Regions from separate parts of the Capra hircus genome. Here region 1 is linked to region 2. The links are chromatin contacts, called in public Hi-C maps. All regions are on one chromosome and are shown on one strand. The core of a region is the stretch at or near the end of the contact, and the rest is flanking DNA. Distances in the headings are between cores, read along the strand shown. Region 1 holds the start of EXOC7 (exocyst complex component 7). Region 2 overlaps QRICH2 (glutamine-rich protein 2).

Region 1 (4,395 bases), core at 1,440-3,939, 140 kb after region 2:
ACCTTGATTCAAGCCAGTTTACTCGGAGGACATTCAACGTACAGTTGTGAAAATAATGTTAAAGCTCACCTGAAAAAAATAAACAACTCATCTTTTCATTCTTTTCCTATCTACTCTTTACTAGATATGGCTGCTATAAATATAATAATGGATTCACATTTCACAATGGATTTTCTTCAAGTCAGATTGACAGCTTTGCATAACAGCATGCAGAACTCCTGAGCTACCTGGCCTGGGGAGGCAGAGCACAGCAGTCTCCTGGCCAGCTGTGTTGACTCAGTGCAGCTGTGACCTCTCTGAGCCTGACCTTCCTCCTCTGCAGAAGGGAGATGAACAGCTGTGCCTGACTTGTAAGTTTATTGTGAAGATTAGACAAGCTAATGCAAAGTGGTGCCTGTGACAGATCCGGGCAAACAGAAGGCTCTCAAATCATGGTAGCTGGCTACCAAACCACACTTTGTTGTTCAGTCGCTAAGTCGTGTCCGACTCCTTGTGACCCCATGGACCAGGGTCCCCCGACTTTCACTATCACCCAGAATTTGCTCAGATTCATGTCCATTCAGTCAGTAATGCTATCTAACCATCTCATCCTCCGCTGTCCCCTTCTCCTTTCGCCTTCAGTCTTTCCCAGTATCAGATCTTTTCCAATGAGTCAGCTCTTCGCATCAGGCAGCCAAAGTTTTGAAGCTTCAGCATCAGTTCTGCCAATGAATAATCAAGATTGATTTCCTTTAAGATTGACTGGTTTGATTTCCTTGCTGTCCAAGGGACTCTCAAGGATCTTCTCCAGCAACACAGTTTGGAAGCATCAATTCTTCCGTGCTCAGCCTTCTTTATGGTCCAACTCATATTTTTACATGACTACTGGAAAAATCACATGTTTGACTATATGGATCTTTGCAAAGTGTGTCTGCTTTTTAATACATTGTCTAGGTTTGTCATAGCTTTCCTCACAAGGAGCAAGCAAATTGCCCTTAGAGAAGGATATTTGAGAAAATACAAAACACACATGTATATAGTTTACAAAATTGCAATGAGAATATAAAAAGCTCAAAGTATTTGTCCACAGCCGTAAAGGATTTCTTCTTGAGATGATGTTATTCCTATCTTCTGGAGTGTCTACTGTGGGCTGGGTGCTAGTCAGAGAGGTTAAGTGTTGAATGAGGCTCTTAGGGCTGGTCCATCTGAGCCCAAAGGCCTTTCCACCAAAGCTCTCTAGTCCACTTTTTCTTTTCGCTGGCTGCTAACAATTTAAACTTTTCCTTTCACTTAGTTCTCAGGACTGCACAAGGACCGCCTCAATGGAGTCATCTTAGGTGTCCTTACACAAGGATTCTGCCTTTTTATCTCTCTCATCTGCAATAGGGGTGCACCTCCCAGGTATTTCCTTCATCAGTACTTTCACGGCCATCAACCAGATCTGAAACTGTCCTCTCGCCCCAAAAGAAAGCTGTCCAATCCCTCTCCAGGGGCTCAGTCCCACTTCTTCCTCCTTTTTGTGGAACTGGCTGGCCCCTGGGAGAGCCTTGGGAGCCCTATAACTTGATGCCCCCCAAACCTCACCCACCAGCATATGCTTCACTGTCTGTCTTCCTGTACCTGGATGCCTCAACAAAGCTGTGCAGCCACTTAGCACCCCAGGGTGAGACCAGGGGCAGGGTGAGCCTCTGCAATGGAGGAGGGAGTAATACTAGGTTTTGCAGGAGCTGTGTCTGTGGTGAATCTAAAACATTCATCCCTGCAGGAACCCTGACCCAGGGCCACCTCCCCACCCCTGGCTGGCCCCTAATTAGAGGAGACTCTGGGCAAAGGAGCTGAGACATTTTGGCCCCTTGCAGGAGGGTCCCTACCAGCCCTCCAGGCCTTTCTGATGTCCTCAGCGGCCCTATGAGAAACGCTCCCCTTGTGTCTGAGCACCGGCAGATAGGCCTCAGCGTCTCCATCACTGAGAACACCACCTGGGTTCTAACCCCTCGGACAGGTCTGGACTTTTTCAGCCTTCCCCTTGCACTGTTTCCAGACCTGGGCAAATACACTGCTGAAGCCACTCTCTACCCGCGGCCCGGCCCTCACCCCCAGCAAATAAAACCATGTCTCTCTTTCCAAAACAGACACCTTAGTGTGGCGCTTGGAGCTTCTCTCCGGTCCCATCCCAGTCCCCAGGATGAGTGCTCCCAGAACCCCTCCTACCCCAGGAATTCGGCCAAGCCCCTCACGGGCTTGTAGTTATGGATGCCGCTGGGGCCATGGGCGACCATTCTTTGCCCGGGCCAGGGCTTGCACACAGGGCGCATTCCGTGAGAGCTTTTAGGGCCGAAGGGGGACACGACTACATAGGTCCCTCGGTCATTAAATGAGCAAACATTAGGCGCCTGCTGTGTGACAAGCTCTGTGCTGCGCTTTGCGGGGGAACACCTCATCTGTGCCTGGATCCAGACAAACGAATTTGTTATTAATCTTTGTGAAAAGAGTCAGCCTTCCCACGAAGACGGCAAGTGAGCTGTAACTGTTGTGCCAGCTGCGGGACAAAACACCGCTAGAGAACCTTCTCTGATGAGTGTGGCAACACGCATCAAGGTGAAACCCGGGTGCACCTCCCCGCCACACCCAAGATGGCCACCTGCCGGGTTCCCCTGTCCCTGAGTTCCACGCAGGCGCACTTCCGCCTGCCACTCCCAACATGGCGGCAAACGGGCCCCGGGGAGGGGGGCCATGGGCGGAAGTGGGTGTGACAGGGACGGGAGCCGAGAGGGCCCTCTGAAGCGAGACGCTGGGCTGTGGGGCCGCTCGCAGGGAGGGTCGAAGTCATGATTCCCCCGCAGGAGGCGTCCGCCCGGCGGCGGGAGATCGAGGACAAGCTAAAGCAGGTGGGGCTGGGGAGGCGGGGCGGGGGAGGGAGGAGGTGAGGGAAGGGGCCGAGATCCGGGCCGGGCGTCCACTCAGGGAGGGGAGGTAGTAGGAGTGGAGGGGGCCGCGGGCGATAGGGTCCGGGCGAGGCTGTGGAGCCGGGATGCGGTGGTCTCTGGCTTCTGGTGATGTCCTCCCCTCCCCCCCGCAGGAGGAGGAGACGCTGTCCTTCATCCGAGACAGCCTGGAGAAGAGCGACCAGCTCACCAAGAACATGGTGAGTAACCCCTCGCTGGGAGGGCCTCCAGACGCTGCGACCCAGGGGTTTGGTACCTAAAGCCTGAGGCTTCTGGCCTGGGTGGTGATGGGTGTTAACGTCTGGGTTTCTCTAGCAACAGTGTTACACTTCTTACACTCTCTTCCCCTTGCCCGCCACTTCGCTGAGAATGCGGCAGCCCCCCCACATATCTGCTTTCTGCCTAAGTTCTCCATTCTTCTTTCTCTCCTTCCGCAAACATTTAGTGAGACTGACTTAAGTGGGCTGGGTACTGGCCATGGGTCACCCTTAGTTTAAGCGCGGGTATCACGGGTGGGGGTACCACTTCTGAGATTACTGAGGGCAGGAGACTCAGCTGTCACTCTGGAGAGGTGGAGGGGTAGAATGAGTCAGAAATCAGATAGATGCAGGATCTAGCCCTTGCCCCTCCACTTTTTTGTGTGTGGCTCCTGACAGGTAACGCTGAGCCTCAGTTACCTCCTCTGCTAAAATAGACGATGCCAATCTCCATTGTAGCTGTGAAGGTCATAGAAGCTAATGAATGGAAATGCCTCTTGCACAGTATCTGGTATACAGTAGGTACTCAATAAACATGAACTTCCTTTCTTATTCCGAAAAGAGCCTGGAAAACCCAAACTGAGTAGTAGATAGGAAGGTGGGTATGTATTCAGTAACACAGTCATCAGGTGCTAGTCCTTACTTAATGAGATTTAGCCTTAGAGAGAGGGGGTTTGAAGGTACCAGGAATGCATTTGAGGCTACTCTATATGAAACTAGTTCCTGTTCAGTCTAGGAAAGCATCAGGGAGAACATAAGTTGAGATCTGGCTTTAAAGGGTAGAAGGGAAGCCATCCTGAGGTGATTTTCTGAGAAGTTAATGTAACGGTTGCCTCGCCTTCAAATCAAACTTCAGCCAATTTATTTGGGCCACCTCCGATCTGCCAGGCACATGGTAGATCCTGGGGATACAGTGGGGAATAAGTATACCCTGTCCGTCTCCTCTTGGAGCATACTGTCTAGAAAACCAGAGAAAAGGCAGCAAATGCGAAGACCTGGCGAGGGGCAGAAGCAGTGCTGGGACAACCCTGAGGCCTGAGAGCACGGGGCTTCCCCCCGTAGGTGTCTATCCTGTCATCCTTTGAAAGTCGCCTTATGAAGCTGGAGAACTCCATCATCCCCGTGCACAAGCAGACGGAGAACCTGCAGCGGCTGCAGGAGAATGTCGAGAAGACCCTGTCCTGTCTGGACCATGTCATCAGCTACTACCACGT
Region 2 (4,817 bases), core at 528-3,027:
CATCCAAGTGATGACCAGGCTGTGGACTCTGCTGGTTTTATCACAGACAACACCTTTTCAGGAAGCAGTGGCATAGGATACCCCTTCGATGGGCCTCCTGGCAGGGAACGAAGCAGAGTTTCCTCTGCCACTGGGTTTCCGGCTAGAGAACAGCACTTAAGGGCCCGTGATGAAGCTGGCCTGGCCAGACCCCATCCGCCATCTACGTCCCAGTTGAGGGCAGAGCCAGATCGCCGCCGGTCTAGAGAGAAGCACAGCTCAGGGCATCTACGCAGAGATGAACGGGATGCCCACCTTGGCCCAGTGTATCAGGATGTGTCCTTGCCCAGAGATCAACACCCTCAGATGTCCCCAGATCAGCACAGGGGAGTGTTTGCTAGCCAAGGCCACCTCTATGCAAGGCCAGATCAATATGGATTCGGATCGTTTGATTCAGATCAGCTTGAATTGCTGTATCCCAGCACTTACGTGCCTGGCATGGTTCCCATCAGTGTGGATCAGGTTGGAGTGATGCTGCCTGGAATGGATGAGCAGGAATTGGTACTAGCTGGCATGGCTCAGAGTGATGCGGTGCCACCATTGGCACATGGCAGAGATCAGCCAGGATCAGAACAGCCTGGTACAGTTCCGCTTAGCACATATCAACTTCCTGGAATGGATGAGAGTGGTATGGGACCACTTGGCACATATCAGTCTGGGGTGGTACCTCTTGGTGTAGATCAGCATGGATTTGTAATATATCCCATGGATCAGCAAGTTTTTGTACAGCCCAATTTGGGAACATCTGGCTTCATACAACCTGGCACAGAGCAGCATGAAATGATCCAGCCCGGCGCAGGCCAGGCTGGTGTGGTGCAGCCCGGCGCGGGCCAGGCAGGTGTGGTGCAGCCCGGCGCGGGCCAGGCTGGTGTGGTGCAGCCCGGCGCGGGCCAGGCTGGTGTGGTGCAGCCCGGCGCGGGCCAGGCTGGTGTGGTCCAGCCAGGCGCGGGCCAGGCTGGTGTGGTCCAGCCCGGCGCGGGCCAGGCAGGTGTGGTGCAGCCCGGCGCGGGCCGGGGGGGGCGGGCGGGCCAGGCTGGTGTGGTCCAGCCCGGCGCGGGCCAGGCTGGTGTGGTGCAGCCCGGCGCGGGCCAGGCTGGTGTGGTGCAGCCCGGCGCGGGCCAGGCTGGTGTGGTGCAGCCCGGCGCGGGCCAGGCTGGTGTGGTGCAGCCCGGCGCGGGCCAGGCTGGTGTGGTGCAGCCCGGCGCGGGCCAGGCTGGTGTGGTGCAGCCCGGCGCGGGCCAGGCTGGTGTGGTGCAGCCCGGCGCGGGCCAGGCTGGTGTGGTGCAGCCCGGCGCGGGCCAGGCTGGTGTGGTGCCAGCCCGGCGCGGGCCAGGCTGGTGTGGTGCAGCCCGGCGCGGGCCAGGCTGGTGTGGTGCAGCCCGGCGCGGGCCAGGCTGGTGTGGTGCAGCCCGGTGCGGGCCAGGCTGGTGTAATGCAGCCTAGAATGTATCCGCGAGGTTTGGTGCAACCTGGGATGTATCCGCGAGGTTTGGTGCAACCTGAAATTTATCCGCGAGGTTTGGTCCAACCTGGTATAGATCAGCCTGGTTTCATGCAGCCTAGAATGTATCCACGAGGTTTGGTGCCACCTAGAATGTATCATCGAGGTTTGGTGCAGCCTGGTGTGGGTCACCCTGGTCTGGTGCAATCTGGTGCAGGTCAAATGGGTGTGATCCAACCCAGTGCAGGCCAGCCTGGTGTGGTGCAGCCTGGTGCAGGTCAGGCTGGTGTGGCGCAGCCCAGTGCAGGCCAGGCTGGTGTGGTGCAGCCCGGTGAAAGTCAGGCTGGTGTGATCCAACCCGGTGCAGGCCAGGTTGGTGTGATCCAGCCCGGTGCAGGCCAGGTTGGTGTGATCCAGCCTGCTGCAGGTCAGCCTGGGTTGGTGCAACCTCAAGTGGATCAGTATGGTTTAGTACAGCCTGATAGAGGTCGACATGGCTTTTTTCAACCTAATATATCTATGCCTGGCTTGGTCCCACCTGGGGCATATCCTCCTGGTCTGGTCCAGACTGGTGCCTATCCAGGTGGTTTGATCCAACCTGGGGCCTATCCACGTGGCTTCATGCAGCCTGGTGCCGATCAGCAGGGTTTGGTTCAGCCTGTAATAGATCCACATTGGGGGAGGCAATCTGGCACAGGTCGAAGCATAATACCACCAGGCACAGAGCTTCTCGGGTTTCCAACATACCGTGCCGATTTTCGAAGTTTCACATCACCACGCCCATACCAGCAAGGTGTGGCACCTCCTGGCAGGGATCAGTATGGTCAGGTGTCATCACTCCTATCCAGTCAAGGTCTGACACCATCAGGTACAGACCGAGAAGCTTTGGTACTACGAGAAATGTATCGACAAGGTTTGCAGCAGCGTGGCCCAAGACCATTAAGCACAGCTGTAGGATCTGCACCCCAGGATCAACAGCATTTGGAAACACCTGAACCAGAGCAGCGTGACCAGGCTGTTCCCGACTCTATCCCAGACTCCCAGGGCCTAATGTATGGTGGCCCAGGGTATCAAGGTGTAGATCAGCACGTCCAGGTAGGTGTGGGTCCAAAAGAACTATATGTTTTAAGCCAACCTGGAGTTTCTATTCAGACTTCCCCAGGCCAAGAGGCCCCCGTTCCCAAGAGCACATACTCCCTTGACTATCTGGACCGAGGCTCATCCGAAAGGAGTGATACTCAGAGTGAGAGACGTGAGTCACTGGATAAACTGGCTCCCAGCTTCCCCATGGCCGTGGAAACATTTCGTATGATGGGAGAGATTATTGCCCTCTACATGGAGCTTAAGGAGAACATAAAGGACCTGAATGAGGAACAGGCTGGCCTAACGGACTTGGAGAAGATCCAGTACCTGCTGGCACTGATGGGTGGGTGCTGCAGGCACAGAGGAGAGGCTGTTGTCCTCCTCGGCTGATTTCATCCTTTTCTCCTCCTGTGCCTCTGCCTGAGACCCCCGAAAACGGCATTTCCATTCTCAGCCATTCTGGGTTCTCCCATAGCCTTTAAGGGTCCAAGTTGTTGGTGTTTAGTCACTAACTTATGTCTGACTCTTTGCAGCCCCATGAACTGTAGCCCACCAGGTTCCTCTGACCATGGGATTTCCCAGGCAAGAATACTGGAGTGGGGACTTCCCTGGTGGTCCGGCGGTTAAGAATCCGCCTTCCAGTGCAGGGGAACACGCGTTCGATCCCTGGTCAGGGAACTAGATCCCACATGTTGCAGGGCAACTTAGCCCGCACACCAAAACTAGAGAGAAGCCCTCGAGCCACACGACAAAGACCCTGAGTGCTACAACTAAGACCCGATGCAGCCAAATAAATATTCAACAGAAAGAAAGAAAGAAAGAAAAAGAATGCTGGAGTGGGTTGCCATTTCCTCTTCCAGGGGATCTTCCTGACCCAGGGATCGAACCCATGTCTCCTGCATTGCAGGTGGATACTTTACCACTGAGCCCCCAGGGGAGCCCTGAAAAGACACTCCTTTCTTCCCATCCCCTCTCTACCCCAGCCCCCAGGAAAAGCCAGATAAACGATCCATGTTGTTCTTCATTGTGAGGCGGGGATTGGGAGCCATTAGAAATCTGATTTTTCTGACTCTAAGATCTCTGTTCTCCATAGTCAAGAAGTCCATACCCCCTGACCTGCAGGAACAGCTGAAGACCTTAAAGGCCTTGACCAAAGAAATTCAACAAGAAAAAGCAAAAGTAAGGGAGGGTCCACCTGCCTTGCCTTCCAGTGCCAACAACCCCGCTTCCCATTTCCATTTTCATGGACTGCACAGTCCTCTCACCTCTGTTACTATCACATGGATCTTTACAGTCCCCTCCGATGGGAAACACACCCCAGGTTTGAGTGTGTTTCTTTCCTGAATCTAAAACCTGACATTCAAAGCTATTAAGATTCCACTGAGCCAGCAAGGTGGCCTGGGCTCCTTTCATTACATGTGGTCATTTCCAGTAACCCCCACTGTCCCTGGAGCAGCCTTGGAGTTTGTGGGACTGTCTGGGGCCAGCAGTCATGGCGAGGGGCTGTTAGGTCTTCAGCCCTTCTCTCTGTCTCCTTTTAAGGTTTTTATTTTGAGGTGGATGATATTTAAAGTCATTATTGAATTTGTTACAGTATTGCTTCTGGTTTTTTTATGTTTTAGTTTTCTGGCCCTGAGGCATGTGGGAATCTTAGCTCCCCTACCAGGGATTGAACCCATATCCCTTGCACTGGAAGGTGAAGTATTAATCACTGGACTACCAGGGAATGACTGACTCCCCAGTCATTCTCTTAATGCCAGCTCTCTACATCCGCGGGCTTCCTTGGTAGCTCAGGTGGTAAAGAATGCACCTGCAATGCAGGAGACCCTGGTTCAGTTCCTGGGTTGGGAAGATCCCCAGAGGAGGGCATGGCACCCTACTCCAGTATTCTTGCTCCCATAGACAGAAGAGCCTGGCGGGCTATACTCCATGGGGTCGCAAAGAGTCAGACACAACTGAGCGACTAAGCAAAAGCATCTTCATCCACGGGGTAGACGGACTGAATGTCAGGAAGGGACCTCAGGGTTTGCTAGAGGATTGGATTAGGATTAGGGGGTGGGGTGACTTGCCTGGTGGTCCAGTGGTTAGGACTCTGTGCTTTCGCTGCCAGCAGCCTGGGTTCGATCCCTGGTTGGGAAACTAAGATCCTGCAAGCCTCATGGTATGGAAAAAAAAAAAAGAAAAAGCAAGGATTAGGGAATGAGGGAGGAGCTTGCTGGGCCTGCAGAGGTACATTCAGAAAGCAGAGATCTCA

What was found. A called contact is a pair of places that touch in the nucleus more often than the background predicts.
Region 1: a Hi-C map of blood shows a contact between it and region 2, with 6 times the contacts expected there. The contact joins the promoter of EXOC7 here to the enhancer-like site in region 2. A contact is called at or near these places in 2 of 5 Hi-C or Micro-C datasets (both in blood).

Annotation. Positions count from the first base shown.
Region 1 is chr19:54,783,990-54,788,384 of ARS1.2, forward strand. It overlaps EXOC7 (exocyst complex component 7), which reads left to right and starts at 2,690. Exons shown (of 18, transcript XM_018063765.1): 1 at 2,690-2,867; 2 at 3,059-3,124; 3 at 4,244-4,395. The coding sequence starts at 2,808.
Region 2 is chr19:54,643,419-54,648,235 of ARS1.2, forward strand. It overlaps QRICH2 (glutamine-rich protein 2), which reads left to right. Exons shown (of 20, transcript XM_018064022.1): 3 at 1-1,356; 4 at 1,358-1,451; 5 at 1,578-2,906; 6 at 3,657-3,742. Among named protein-coding and RNA genes, the nearest start is that of QRICH2, 5.6 kb to the left of the region's middle. Within about 2 kb of position 1,778, at least 1 of the 5 cell types and tissues checked has an H3K27ac peak or open chromatin away from gene starts, as enhancers often do.